Regions from separate parts of the Mus musculus genome. Here regions 2, 3 and 4 are each linked to region 1. A link is a contact called in public Hi-C and promoter capture Hi-C data. All regions are on one chromosome and are shown on one strand. Each heading gives the region's core, a stretch centred on a gene start, on an enhancer-like site or on the middle of the called end of the contact. The rest is flanking DNA. Distances are from core to core; before and after follow the strand shown. Region 1 holds the start of Srprb (signal recognition particle receptor, B subunit). Region 2 holds the start of Ryk (receptor-like tyrosine kinase). Region 3 has its middle 80 kb from the start of Ryk. Region 4 overlaps Ryk (receptor-like tyrosine kinase).

Evidence for each region. Promoter capture Hi-C pulls out the DNA fragments that hold promoters and counts their contacts. Hi-C and Micro-C count contacts between places; a contact is called where the count stands out from the background.
Region 2: a promoter capture Hi-C map of liver shows a contact between it and region 1, with 3 times the contacts expected there. The contact joins the promoter of Ryk here to the promoter of Srprb in region 1. A contact is called at or near these places in 5 of 39 promoter capture datasets (the 3T3-L1 cell line, 3T3-L1-derived adipocytes and liver) and 1 of 9 other capture datasets (pancreatic islet).
Region 3: a promoter capture Hi-C map of the 3T3-L1 cell line shows a contact between it and region 1, with 7 times the contacts expected there. The contact joins the enhancer-like site here to the promoter of Srprb in region 1. A contact is called at or near these places in 8 of 39 promoter capture datasets (the 3T3-L1 cell line, 3T3-L1-derived adipocytes, cranial neural crest and 3 more), 4 of 484 Hi-C or Micro-C datasets (adipose-derived mesenchymal stem cells, cerebellum, embryonic stem cells and 1 more), 2 of 115 datasets of contacts at active chromatin or transcription factors (both in embryonic stem cells) and 3 of 9 other capture datasets (embryonic stem cells, liver and pancreatic islet).
Region 4: a Hi-C map of the G1E-ER4 cell line shows a contact between it and region 1, with 2.4 times the contacts expected there. The contact joins the enhancer-like site here to the promoter of Srprb in region 1. A contact is called at or near these places in 8 of 39 promoter capture datasets (the 3T3-L1 cell line, 3T3-L1-derived adipocytes, the C10 cell line and 3 more), 6 of 484 Hi-C or Micro-C datasets (the G1E-ER4 cell line, adipose-derived mesenchymal stem cells, myocytes and 2 more), 1 of 115 datasets of contacts at active chromatin or transcription factors (embryonic stem cells) and 2 of 9 other capture datasets (embryonic stem cells and liver).

Annotation. Positions count from the first base shown.
Region 1 is chr9:103,200,724-103,203,423 of GRCm38.p6, reverse strand. It overlaps Srprb (signal recognition particle receptor, B subunit), which reads left to right and starts at 1,359. Exons shown (of 7, transcript NM_009275.4): 1 at 1,359-1,512; 2 at 2,043-2,137. The coding sequence starts at 1,365.
Region 2 is chr9:102,833,484-102,836,183 of GRCm38.p6, reverse strand. It overlaps Ryk (receptor-like tyrosine kinase), which reads right to left and starts at 1,264. Exons shown (of 15, transcript NM_013649.3): 1 at 945-1,264. The coding sequence starts at 1,128.
Region 3 is chr9:102,913,457-102,916,218 of GRCm38.p6, reverse strand. No RefSeq gene overlaps it. Among named protein-coding and RNA genes, the nearest start is that of Ryk, 80 kb to the right of the region's middle. Within about 2 kb of position 1,463, at least 26 of the 459 cell types and tissues checked have an H3K27ac peak or open chromatin away from gene starts, as enhancers often do.
Region 4 is chr9:102,888,971-102,891,670 of GRCm38.p6, reverse strand. Ryk (receptor-like tyrosine kinase) reads right to left here. Exons shown (of 15, transcript NM_013649.3): 10 at 386-455. Among named protein-coding and RNA genes, the nearest start is that of Ryk, 55 kb to the right of the region's middle. Within about 2 kb of position 1,325, at least 18 of the 459 cell types and tissues checked have an H3K27ac peak or open chromatin away from gene starts, as enhancers often do. A contact at or near this core is called in the G1E-ER4 cell line, where this site is marked.

The sequences.
Region 1 (2,700 bases), core at 110-2,609:
CAATCTAATCATTCTTATACATAGCCTGTAGCCAGCGACTCAGTATCTGGCGATGGTAAGGCCAACGGAGTGGCCCTCTCGAGTGGGCTTCTTCTCACCTGCCCTCTGCCTTTTGAGGATGTATGGAAATCGAAATCACATTGCGAACCTTCCAAACTCAAACTTTAACATCTTTGTTTCATTTCCTACCCAATCACTCACTGCCACACTAGAGAGGAAGGGAATGTCTCATTTCCTCTCTTCCTGGTACCTGCAGGAGTTGGGGTTTTATGTGGCAGTGCGACATTTTAATGAATTTGTTTAGCCTTTAAGTGACATCGACTTTTCCTGTCATCTCCCAGGCAGACCTGTACTTAAATACTTTAAAATAATGACAGCTACTTAATGACAGAGGCTGCAAATGGCCCTCGAGGCTTGGCCACTTCTGACTCGCAGAGATATTTTTAAATTGAAGCTCACATTTTTTTTTAAATGTTTCGATTACCCGATGAAATCTTAAGTAGAAGAGTTCCCATGAAGATCTTTTATAAATAAGTCCTCTTGAGAAACTGAAAAATGTTGTCTACTCTGGGCCTCTCAAATGGCCTACCTGGTTGAGTAGGCCTGCTTCCTTTGGGTGGGAATGATCAATCTATCGTCGACACCTCCACATCCTCCCGAGCACTGATTTTCCTGATTGCTTTTTAAAATGCAGTCATTTTTTTCCGTGCTGGACGTGTCAATGCAGGACACAGAATTCCCGAGTTTCCCACATGTCATTGGCTTTTACTCAAGCTTCTCTTCCGTGCGTCTTTTTCTGTTTTCTTTAGTTGCCGGTATAGGTTAATGCATCCTCCAAGATTCAGGTCCATCTCTAGCTACTTTTCTCTGACCTCATAAAGGACTTGATGTGTCTTTGTGGATTCTCTGTGACTCCATCACATCTTCGGTCACATCATACTGTGGTAAAATCTCTCATAAATTTCATCCCATGTAACGGCCGAGTAGAAATCCTCACCCTCAAATGAAGTTTTGTAGCCGTTAATTTTGCTAAAAGTCATCATTCTTTCAAAAATCGAAATGAAATGGGAGTAGAGGGGTGGGTTTGACCAAAAGACATCATATTCATTTATGAAATTCTCCAAAGATAAAAAATTAAAATGCAAAGAAAAAAAATTCCACAAAGCTATACATGTCTCAAAGCATGCCGATATGAATACACTCGCTAACTGGGTTGTAGAAACCAAAAAACTCCAACTCCCATCAGGCACTTAGCCGAGATACCCCTAAGGGACTACAACTCCCGTGATGCCCCGCGCCCCACCACGGCGTGGAGCCTAGAGCCACGTAACTTTGGCGGCCCGGGAAGACTACACACCTCTTTCATGGCTTCGGCGAACACCCGGCGAGTTGGCGATGGCGCCGGTGGCGCCTTCCAGCCTTACCTCGACTCCTTACGACAGGAGCTGCAGCAGAGGGATCCGACGCTGCTCTCCGTGGCGGTGGCTCTCCTGGCGGTGCTGCTGACGCTGGGTGAGGCGGCCGGCATTCACGGCGAGGGCAGGGTGGCTCGGCGCCGCAGGCCAGGGAGGCGGACGGCTGCGTTCCCTCTTCTACTACTCGTCTTCCAGACCCAGCAGTGTGGAAAGGGGACGCTGAAGTGACCTGGGTCTTGGGACAGGACTTACATGAGGCGGCCCTGTGCGCTTGAGCGCTGCGGCCGCCATCGTTCATTCCAACTTTGAGCCACTTGTGTCTGAACTGGGCTCTGAGATACTGGGGTACTAAGGTAGAGTAGAAATCCACCAATCAAATGTAGCAAGCCACTAATTTTTCCCAGATCCATCATTCTGTGTATACTTTTAGTCTCCACATTTGGATGAGGGAAATAGACGTGAAAAGGTTTACAGTTGATAGTGGCTGGCGCTCCGTGAGTTCCTAACAAAACTGACTCTAATCCGTGTGACAATGAAAGTAGTCCAGATGGACGCTTTGTTTTTTTGTCGTAAATGCCTACTAATAATGTCTTTAGAAAATGAAGGCTGCCTTTCTCTTCTCTGCAGTGTTCTGGAAGTTCATCTGGAGCCGAAAGAGCAGTCAGAGAGCTGTTCTCTTCGTTGGTCTCTGTGACTCTGGGAAAACGTTGCTGTTTGTCAGGGTAATGCTTTGATTTTCACCTCGGTTAGACTTAAGAGGGATGGGTAAGGCATTTCCGTAGCCCTGTCATCTTGCAGTTTATTTGGTACAGCAAGTTTAGGACATGTTTTTAAAAATATTTTTTTTTCTTTTTAATTATATGTATGTGTGTGGGTATATGCACATGAGTGCCTGTACCTGTAGAGGCCAGATGTGTCAGATTTTGTAGAGTCGGTCTTCAAAGCTGCCTGATGTGGGTGCTGGGAATTGAATTCAGGTCCCTTTGCTAGAAGCAGGATGGGATCTTATCCAACTTAGTTGAGTCTCCAGCCCTGGGAGTTAATTCTTTTTTTTTTTTTAAGATTTATTTATTATTATATCTAAGTACACTGTAGCTGTCTTCAGATGCACCAGAAGAGGGAGTCAGATCTCATTACAGATGGTTGTGAGCCACCATGTGGTTGCTGGGATTTGAACTCAGGACCTTCGGAAGAGCAGTCGGTGCTCTTAACCACTGAGCTATCTCTCCAGCCCCCTGGGAGTTATATAAAAAAGACTCTAGGAAAACCTGTAAAAACACACACA
Region 2 (2,700 bases), core at 15-2,514, 370 kb after region 1:
AGGCTAAACTCTCTCAACAGACCCTAAGAAACTCTTCTAACAGGCAGAAGGCTCTCTGTGAGCTTGAGGCCAACCTGGTCTACATAGTGGATTCCAAAACAGCCCAGGCTACATAAAGTCCCTGTCTGGAAAGGAAAAACAAAACAAAACAAACAAACAAACAAACAAACAAAAAAACCTCCTCTAATACACACATACGCATACACACGCGCGCGCACACCACACACACACACACACACACTTGGGGGAGGCATACTCGCTCACTAAAAAAGTGACACTTAATGGATATTTAGGGGGAGACCTTTCCAGTTCCAACACTTCACTCTAAAACACCCCGATAAAAAGTGAAGGGACTGCCTTAATGCACAAAAGACGGCAAAAGCTGGGTATCCCTAACTATCAGAGACTTCCTTTTGATGGCTGGCCAGGCCTTCCTTCAAGGGCTGATTTTCAGAATGCACAGAGTTCCAAGCGGAGGGCAGAGTCGGACTCCCCAAACAACGGGCTAAACAGGTAAACGGAACCACCGCCGACGGACCCCAAAGCCAAGTTCTCCTCTCGCTTCAGGGTCTGCAGAGTAGGCAAGTGGCCTGGAACGGCAGCATCAGGTCACACTCAAGGAACCCAAGGCAAACCCCGATGCTTGGGATCCGGTCGGCCCGAAGGTGTGCAGGATGCCACACAACTCAGGGCGCCCGGCTCACCTTGCCCCCCACTCGCTAACCAGAAAGCAAGCGCACGGCGGCGGCGTGGCCTGTGGGCCACCCACAGCAGGCTAAGGAGCGGCCACCCGTGTCCCGAGCGCCGACTCCGAGGCTCCGGAGCTCCGCGGCCTAGAGTGACACGCGCAGGGAGGCTGCAGAGAGGGAGAGAGAGAGAGAGAGCGCGGGCGGCGCAGCGGCAGCACCGCGGGCTCACGAGGCCCCGGGAGCCGCGCCACTCACCAAGCAGCCGGCGCACCTCGTCCTCGCTCAGGTAGAGGCTCACGCTGGGTCCCGCAGGAGCGGCGGCCAGGGCCGGGGACCGCGGGGCGGCGGCGGGCAGCATCGCCAGCAGCAGCAGCAGCAGCGGCGGCGGCGGGGCCCTCAGGCCGCCGCTCCCCGGGACGCCGCCCCGGCCCGCGCGCATGGCCGCCGCCGAGCAGGAGCGTCCGCCGCCCGCCGCGCCGCCGCGCACCCCGGCCCCGAGCGCCTCACAGCCCCGAGCCGGGGGCGGCCGGCCAGCTCATCGCGCCGCCGCTTCAGACCCGCCGCCCGGGAACGGGAGGGGGTGGGGGGGCGAGCTGCGGGCGGAGACGCGCGCGTGCGCGTGCCCGCCGTGCGCGAGGGCGCGCACGCATGTGCCGCCCGACCGAGAGCGCCTGGTTCTGGGGCGCGCGTGCACGGGAGAGCGTCTCAGACCTGAGGTCGGGGTGGGGGCCGCGCGTAGGGGTTGGTATAAATAACATTACGTTGTTTGCCAGGCTGAAACGCGCGAGGAATAAAGGAAATGAGTTAAAGAGACACAAACTAATCAAAAACAATAATGAAGTGCCCTGGCCAGGCGAAGGGCTCTAGGCTAATATAGCCAGTCCCCAGCCCAAGTCGTTGAGGCCTAGAGTCGGTTGGTCTCTTTATTCTTCCCCAGGTGCGCCCTGAGTCTTGGATGCTGTCTCAAAAGAAAAGAATGCTGTTTTATTTAGTGAGAAGGGACGGGTACGTAGAAATCTTCCCTTATCCCACCATCAGAGGTCAGCCTCTAGTTAGCATGTCTGTTCCCTAAAATTCACATGCCACACACTTTCCAGAAAGCAAAAACAAAAACAAAAAAAACTCATAAAACCTTAGTAAACTTTTTATTTTGTATTTTGGTTTACAGTTTGTTTGTTTGTTTGTTTGTTTTGAGACAGGGTCTCACTATGTAGCCCTGGCCCGCATGGAACTTGCTATGTAGACCAAGCTGGCCTTGAACTCACAGAGATCTGCCTGCCTCTGCTTCCCAAGTGCCAGGATTAAAGGCCTGTGCCACCCATGCCCAGCAAGCTTATTTTTACATGTGACGAACTTTTATTATCCTAGTTCTCCTTTACTGTAAATCAACCTGTATCTGGGCTTTTAACCTGTGGTCCATGCCAGCCCCCCCCTCCAAAACATGGAATGTATGTGAGTGTGTGCTTATGGCTGTACATGGCTGTCTGTGTGCATGGGTGCTTTCACATACTGGAGAGTGGTTTTTACATTTCATCCCTTGCTCTAGGAAGCCCTTGTCTCCCTAAACCGGTTAAGGATCTCTGATACATCCCAGAGACTCTGATGAAGAATTTGGGGAAGCCCCAGTCAAGCTTACTCCACAAGCCATCACTCAGGCTGGCTCCCAAGCATCCCTTCTCACTTCCTCCAGAACAGGGTCATCCCATCCCTGTGACCCGTTCACTGACCTTATGCCTCCCTCCTTGCCTGTGGAGAGCAGCTGCTTTCTGCCCGGCCTAGCTTCAAGCTCCCAGTTGCCCATCCACACGCAGGCCCTGAGAGATATTACCTGTATCCCCTGCCAGGGCAGGGAGAGAGACCGAAGAGGAGGATAGTTGGATCTTGATATTTTTCCCCCCTCTCTCCTGTAGTGAGAGGGATGGATTCCATTTGGAGACAAGCTGGCCTCAATTTGTCAAGCTTCAGTTCCCCAGCACAGAATACAGTGCCCTGCAGGAAGAGACCAGGAAGT
Region 3 (2,762 bases), core at 214-2,713, 290 kb after region 1:
ATTGGTGAAGTGTTTGCGAGTGGATCGAGCTGCCGCTGCTGATTCCTGTGAACTGAACTGCTGGTTTCCTGACAACACAGATGGGATTTGCTCCAAAGAACAATTTCTAAACAGGCCCACTGCCCCTGTATCACCATAAGCTTTCTTTCCCATTACCTCTGGTGGGTGGTGGGCTAGAAGGGAGGTTGGAGCATTTAAGAACAACTATTCAAAGTAGGATTTGAAAAGCCAAAGTTACAGAAGGCAGTTCAAGGACGATATGCTGACACATGCCACGGAGAGAATGTCACTGAACCTGGCACCTATGGTGTCAGGGGCCTGCAAAGTGAGCCATTACCCCAGGAAGGAAGGACCCTGGGCCCACGTCAGGGCAGACGCTGAGTGGAGTGGAGGTAACTCACTGAGAAGTAGTAACTCAATGCTAACAGGAAGGCAGGGAGGGAGGGGTGCTGGAAGCTGAGAAAGTCATTGGCAGAGAAAACCATGCATACAAGTCTGAGGGGTCCAGGAGAAGCATGGGAGGCTGTGCTAACGGAGAGGATATCTAGGAACACTCTGTCCAGCAAGAAGGAGGAGCTGTTGACTAGGATGGAGTTCAAGGGAAGCTGGGAGCGGCTAGAGAGGAGGATGAGAGTGGGAAGCAGGGTCAGAGTGCAAGAGAGAGGGGAAGATAATGACAGAGTTGGGGTGCCAACTGGATAGTCCTGGTGTTAAGAGGGCCAAGGGGCCTCTAGCATGGCCAGCTGCTTTTGTGGTCTAAATGTGAGATGCCCTCCCATCTGCTCATGTGACACTTATATGCTATAAATAACCTGATGTTGGGGGTGTGTGTGGATTTGATGGTGGTCAGACTGCAAGCAGAGACTAAGGATACTGAAGAACCTGAGAGGTGGGTTTTATAGAACAGGGAGCTTTGCTAGACTGCAGTAGGTATGGAACAACATTACAGAGGAGATCAGAAGTGAAGGCACAAGGCGGGTGTGTGTATGTGTGTAAGCCAGGGACCAGATGATGCTAACGTTTGGGCTAATGTCCCCACAGAGGTCCATGTGTTAAAGCTTGGTCCCAGTTGTAAGGGGGTAGAGCCTTTAGGAGGTGGGGACTGCTTAGAGGCCTTCCTGTCAAAAGTGGGTATGCCTTTCAAGTAAGCATTGCACGGCTCCTTTCTCTTTGGATTCTGGCTCCCATAAAGAAACTATTTAGTCCACCACGTGTGCCCTGCCATTCCATACTGCCTTGCCACTAGCTCAAAAGCAAGAGGGTTGGTCCTGTATGAACTGAAACCTCCACAAAACTGTAAGCCAACATATGCTCTTCTCTTTCCTTCAGTCACCTCAGGTATTGTGTTAGAGCAAGCCAACATAGAGTAGAGGGTGCTGTGTGCTAGGATGCCACTTCTGACCACACCATGCTGTGCCTGTTCCACTCCAAACCCTTGCCTCCCACACCATGACTGCAAGGGAGCTAGCTTATCTTCTGGAACGAAGACACTCTGGGCTTAGATCCAGATTCTCCTCTAGCCACACATACCAGCTCTCATTCATCTACTTTCTGTCTCAGTCCCAGATTTACTCTGGAGACTTAGGCCCAAGGTATTCAGATCTTCAGTATCTTGGACCAGATACTTAACTGGAGCCCATGGCCAGGTAACACCTTTCCCCTATCAGCCTACACTCCAGAGTGCTGCTAGCTTCATACCTATCTGGAAAAACACAGCTTCTTGATTCGCTCTTCTCTCAACATTTCTCTTCCACAGACCACTGTTTGCAAACTGTTTTTTTTTTTTTTTCCCCAGCCAGCTGCCTAGGGAGACTCTTTTCTAAATGACGTCCTTGCTGCTGGTGCCCGAGTCTTTCCCGATGGATATCAGCAGAAGTGTCTTGGTGGCCTTTCTATCACTTACTGAGAAAGGCTCCCTCTTCTGGGAGCCGCAGTGATGTGGTTGGAACCCAGCACTGGCCATGCAGCCACATTAAAATGGCCGTTGATAGGAAGGGCAGGGCGAAAGGATGACGGGTTCTTAGCCACCCTCCTCCCTTTGGACTACCATGTAAGAAGGAAACAATGACTTAATCTACCATTTGTTATAGCAGACTCCACTGTAACCAAATTTCTGAAGAAAAATGTGCTGACCAACCAGGGCAGCCCCAATGTGACTTACACTAGCTGTGTGCCCTTCTTATTTGCTTGTAGGCAGCTCCCGTTTTAATTTCCCTCTACAACACTTCAAGTTCCTATGAAGCCCACCCCCAACCTGGTACTCCAAACACTAACACTACCTTTTATATCACTAGAAATGTTGGAACCAACAAGCAGGGGCTCCTAAGGTGTCCTGCCTCCCTTGCAAACCCGTTCCTCCCGTCTCAGTAGCACAGGGTTTGGGGACAGACTCCCTGGATTAAGACACAGCATTACTTAACGCAACTAAGCTCAACTTTCATTTCCTCAATTGTAAAATGGGGGTAAGGCCACTCTGTAGGACTTTTGGTGATTAGTACTGTCTTAGTCAGGGTTTCTATTCCTGCACAAACCTCAGGACCAAGAAACAAGTTGGGGAGGAAAGGGTTTATTCAGCTTACACTTCCATACTGCTGTTCATCACCAAGGAAGCCAGGACTGGAACTCAAGCAGGTCAGGAAGCAGGAGCTGATGCAGAGGCCATGGAGGGACGTTCTTTACTGGCTTGCCTCACCTGGCTTGCTCAGCCTGCTTTCTTATAGAACCAAGACTACCAGCCCAGAGATGGTCCCACCCACAAGGGG
Region 4 (2,700 bases), core at 76-2,575, 310 kb after region 1:
TCATTGTATCTAAGGATGGATGGTTAATTATTTTTGGCCTTGGTGTTCCATAGATATAAATTTTTGTAGCAATTTTCTTTAATGTATGCATCACCCTGTCATATTTGTTAAAGGGAGACAGGTACATGATACGTAGACTCTTTTAGAAAGCTTAGTTGTGCACATTTATTATTTACATAGCTTACATCCTGTTCTCTACCATCTTCGTCCTTTGCTGTTTACAAATTGCTTTCAATGAGCACGCATTTACCTTTATACTCAGAAGGAAAACAAATAAAGAATTTCCAAAAGAATTCAGTTCTGAACAAGACATAACATTCTTAAAAAGTGAGTAAGTGTGCGGAGTCGCACTGTGCTCGGTGCTGAAGCGCAGCCTCGCTCTCACCTGTGGTGCAGACCTCGAAGCTTGCAGCTCTCGGTGAGCATCATCGTCACCTGAACTTCAGATGCTTGGTCTATGTATTAAAAACAAAGACAAAAACAAAAACCACTGCCGTGATTAATACTGTACGTGTTACACTAACATTTCGTTACCTAGGGTCAATTTTCATTGTAACTTACAAGCAGCCTCCAGCCCAGGGCAGCCGACAGACCCTGGCTGGAGACGGCAGCTTTCACAGAAACTCCGGAGCAGATGACAGAATCTGGTAAGGTTCCATAAGGCACATTACGGTTTAAAAACAAAGTTACTTGAAAAATCAAAACTACCTGGGGACCATGTTGTCCCCTGACGGTGAGAAGAACCATGTCACACCCTTTCTGTGGGCTCCGGGGATGAGAGAACTTAGATTTCACACTTTGCTGCACTGTTACAAAGTCTTAGTATGTAGCCTAAGGTGGCCTCCAACTTCCGATCCTCCTGCCTCCGCCTCCTAAGCACGGTGTATTGTGCCTGGCTCCATTTTATTTCTAGTATCTAAATTCATGGGTTTTGATCCAGGTGACATTTCTGACTTCAGTCTTTGGAAACTGACACTGGATATCTATTAGATCTCTGAACAAAATTATTAAACTTAAAAAAAAAAAGGCTTCAATTTTCCCCATAAAAATTTGCATTCTCTAAAACAAAACCCCAAACCCCCAAACCCTATTCTTTGTTGAGCTACTATCTGTGCAGCACGCATTAAGATGAAATAGAGCTCACCAGCCTGTGAGGGATGTTTGTCAGCAGGACACAGCATCAACAGAGAATCAATACTCTAAAAGATAAACGTGGAGCACCTCAGCCATGTGGCCTATGCAAACGAGCACCACTGCATGTCCCCAGCCCACATAAGCCATGGCTGAGTGCTAAGGACTCACTGTGTTTGTTCCTGTTTCCCTCCCGTCAGGGAGAACACAGTAGTTACTGGGGTTGGGGAGCGGAGGGGGGGGGCGCGGTGGCCACAGCTCCAGCACAGAGCGAAGGCTTATCACAGAGCTGCAGGATCTGTGCTGCGCTTTCTTATCACTCTTATTTCCTTTCCACACTAACTCAGGATTGAATTCAGGACTCACTATGATGCATGGAGTATTTATAAATCCAAAAGTACTGCCATTAAAATAAAGTATTTCCTTAAGAAAAATAAGAAAACAAAAAGCAGTTCCTTTACAATACTTGTGGCTCAAACCTTATAATTATAAAGAGTAAAATGTAAAAAGAGTCATGTAAATTATCCTTCAAAATTAGTCAGAAAGCCCACTATCGTCTAACAAAATATTAAATGTTTTGGGAGCTAAGGGGAGGAAACAAACACAAAACAAAGCAGCGAGTTGAACCGTTTGAATGCGGAGGGGTTTAAGGATTTGTAGAAGTTCTAAACGGGCAACTTTGTTAAACTACAGGCAGTAAATTCTAGATGTTTTAGTTATGACTAGTAAAACCTGAAGTTTTAGAAATAATATACATAAGCCCTCCGTCCTTCCCACCTACTCCCTTACGTACATTTAGAAACAGTTACTGTAAATCTCAAAAAAACTTTACATCTTCTACTCAAAAATAATTTCCTCTCAATCTCTGCCAAGTGCTTAGTTTCTTTCTCAGAAAGGAGCACTCCTTAGATCGGAAAGAAGGACTAGTCTGTAAGGCGCTTGCCTTCCTAGCAAATCTGATGGTCATGAAAAAGAGCGGGGCACGCTGGCACGTGCTTACAGCCCGAGCTGTGGAGGCAGATCCAGGTGGATCTCTGGAGCTCGCTGACCAGTCTGCCTAGCCTAACTGGAAAGCCCTAGGTCCCAGAGAGAAAGAGAGAGAGATGTCTCAAAGATCAAGGAGGATTTGGGGAGAGATGGCTCAGTGGTTAGAAGTACTGGCTGCTTTTCCAGAGAACTTGGGTTCAAATCCCAGCACCTACCCATTGGTGTCTGACAACTGTCTGTTCCAGGGGATCTAACACCCTCCCAGGGGCCCAGAGCACCCAGGTGGTACAAATACACACATGCAGGCAAAACATTCATATACATAAACTAAACTAAAATAAAATAAAGATAATTTAAAAAGAAAGCAAAAAGGCGGATAACACTTGATTAGAGAATCCTAAGGCTGACTCCTGGGATCTCTGCATGTATGCACACATGTACATGAACACCTGCTTACCTAACACACGGGTAAGGGTAAAGGGTGGCAGTCAGGGTAAGGGTTGAAGAAACAGGCATGTCTTAGGGCACTACACAGCGTGTAAGAGATCAAGTGGGGGAGAGAACAAAAGGTAAACAATGTAA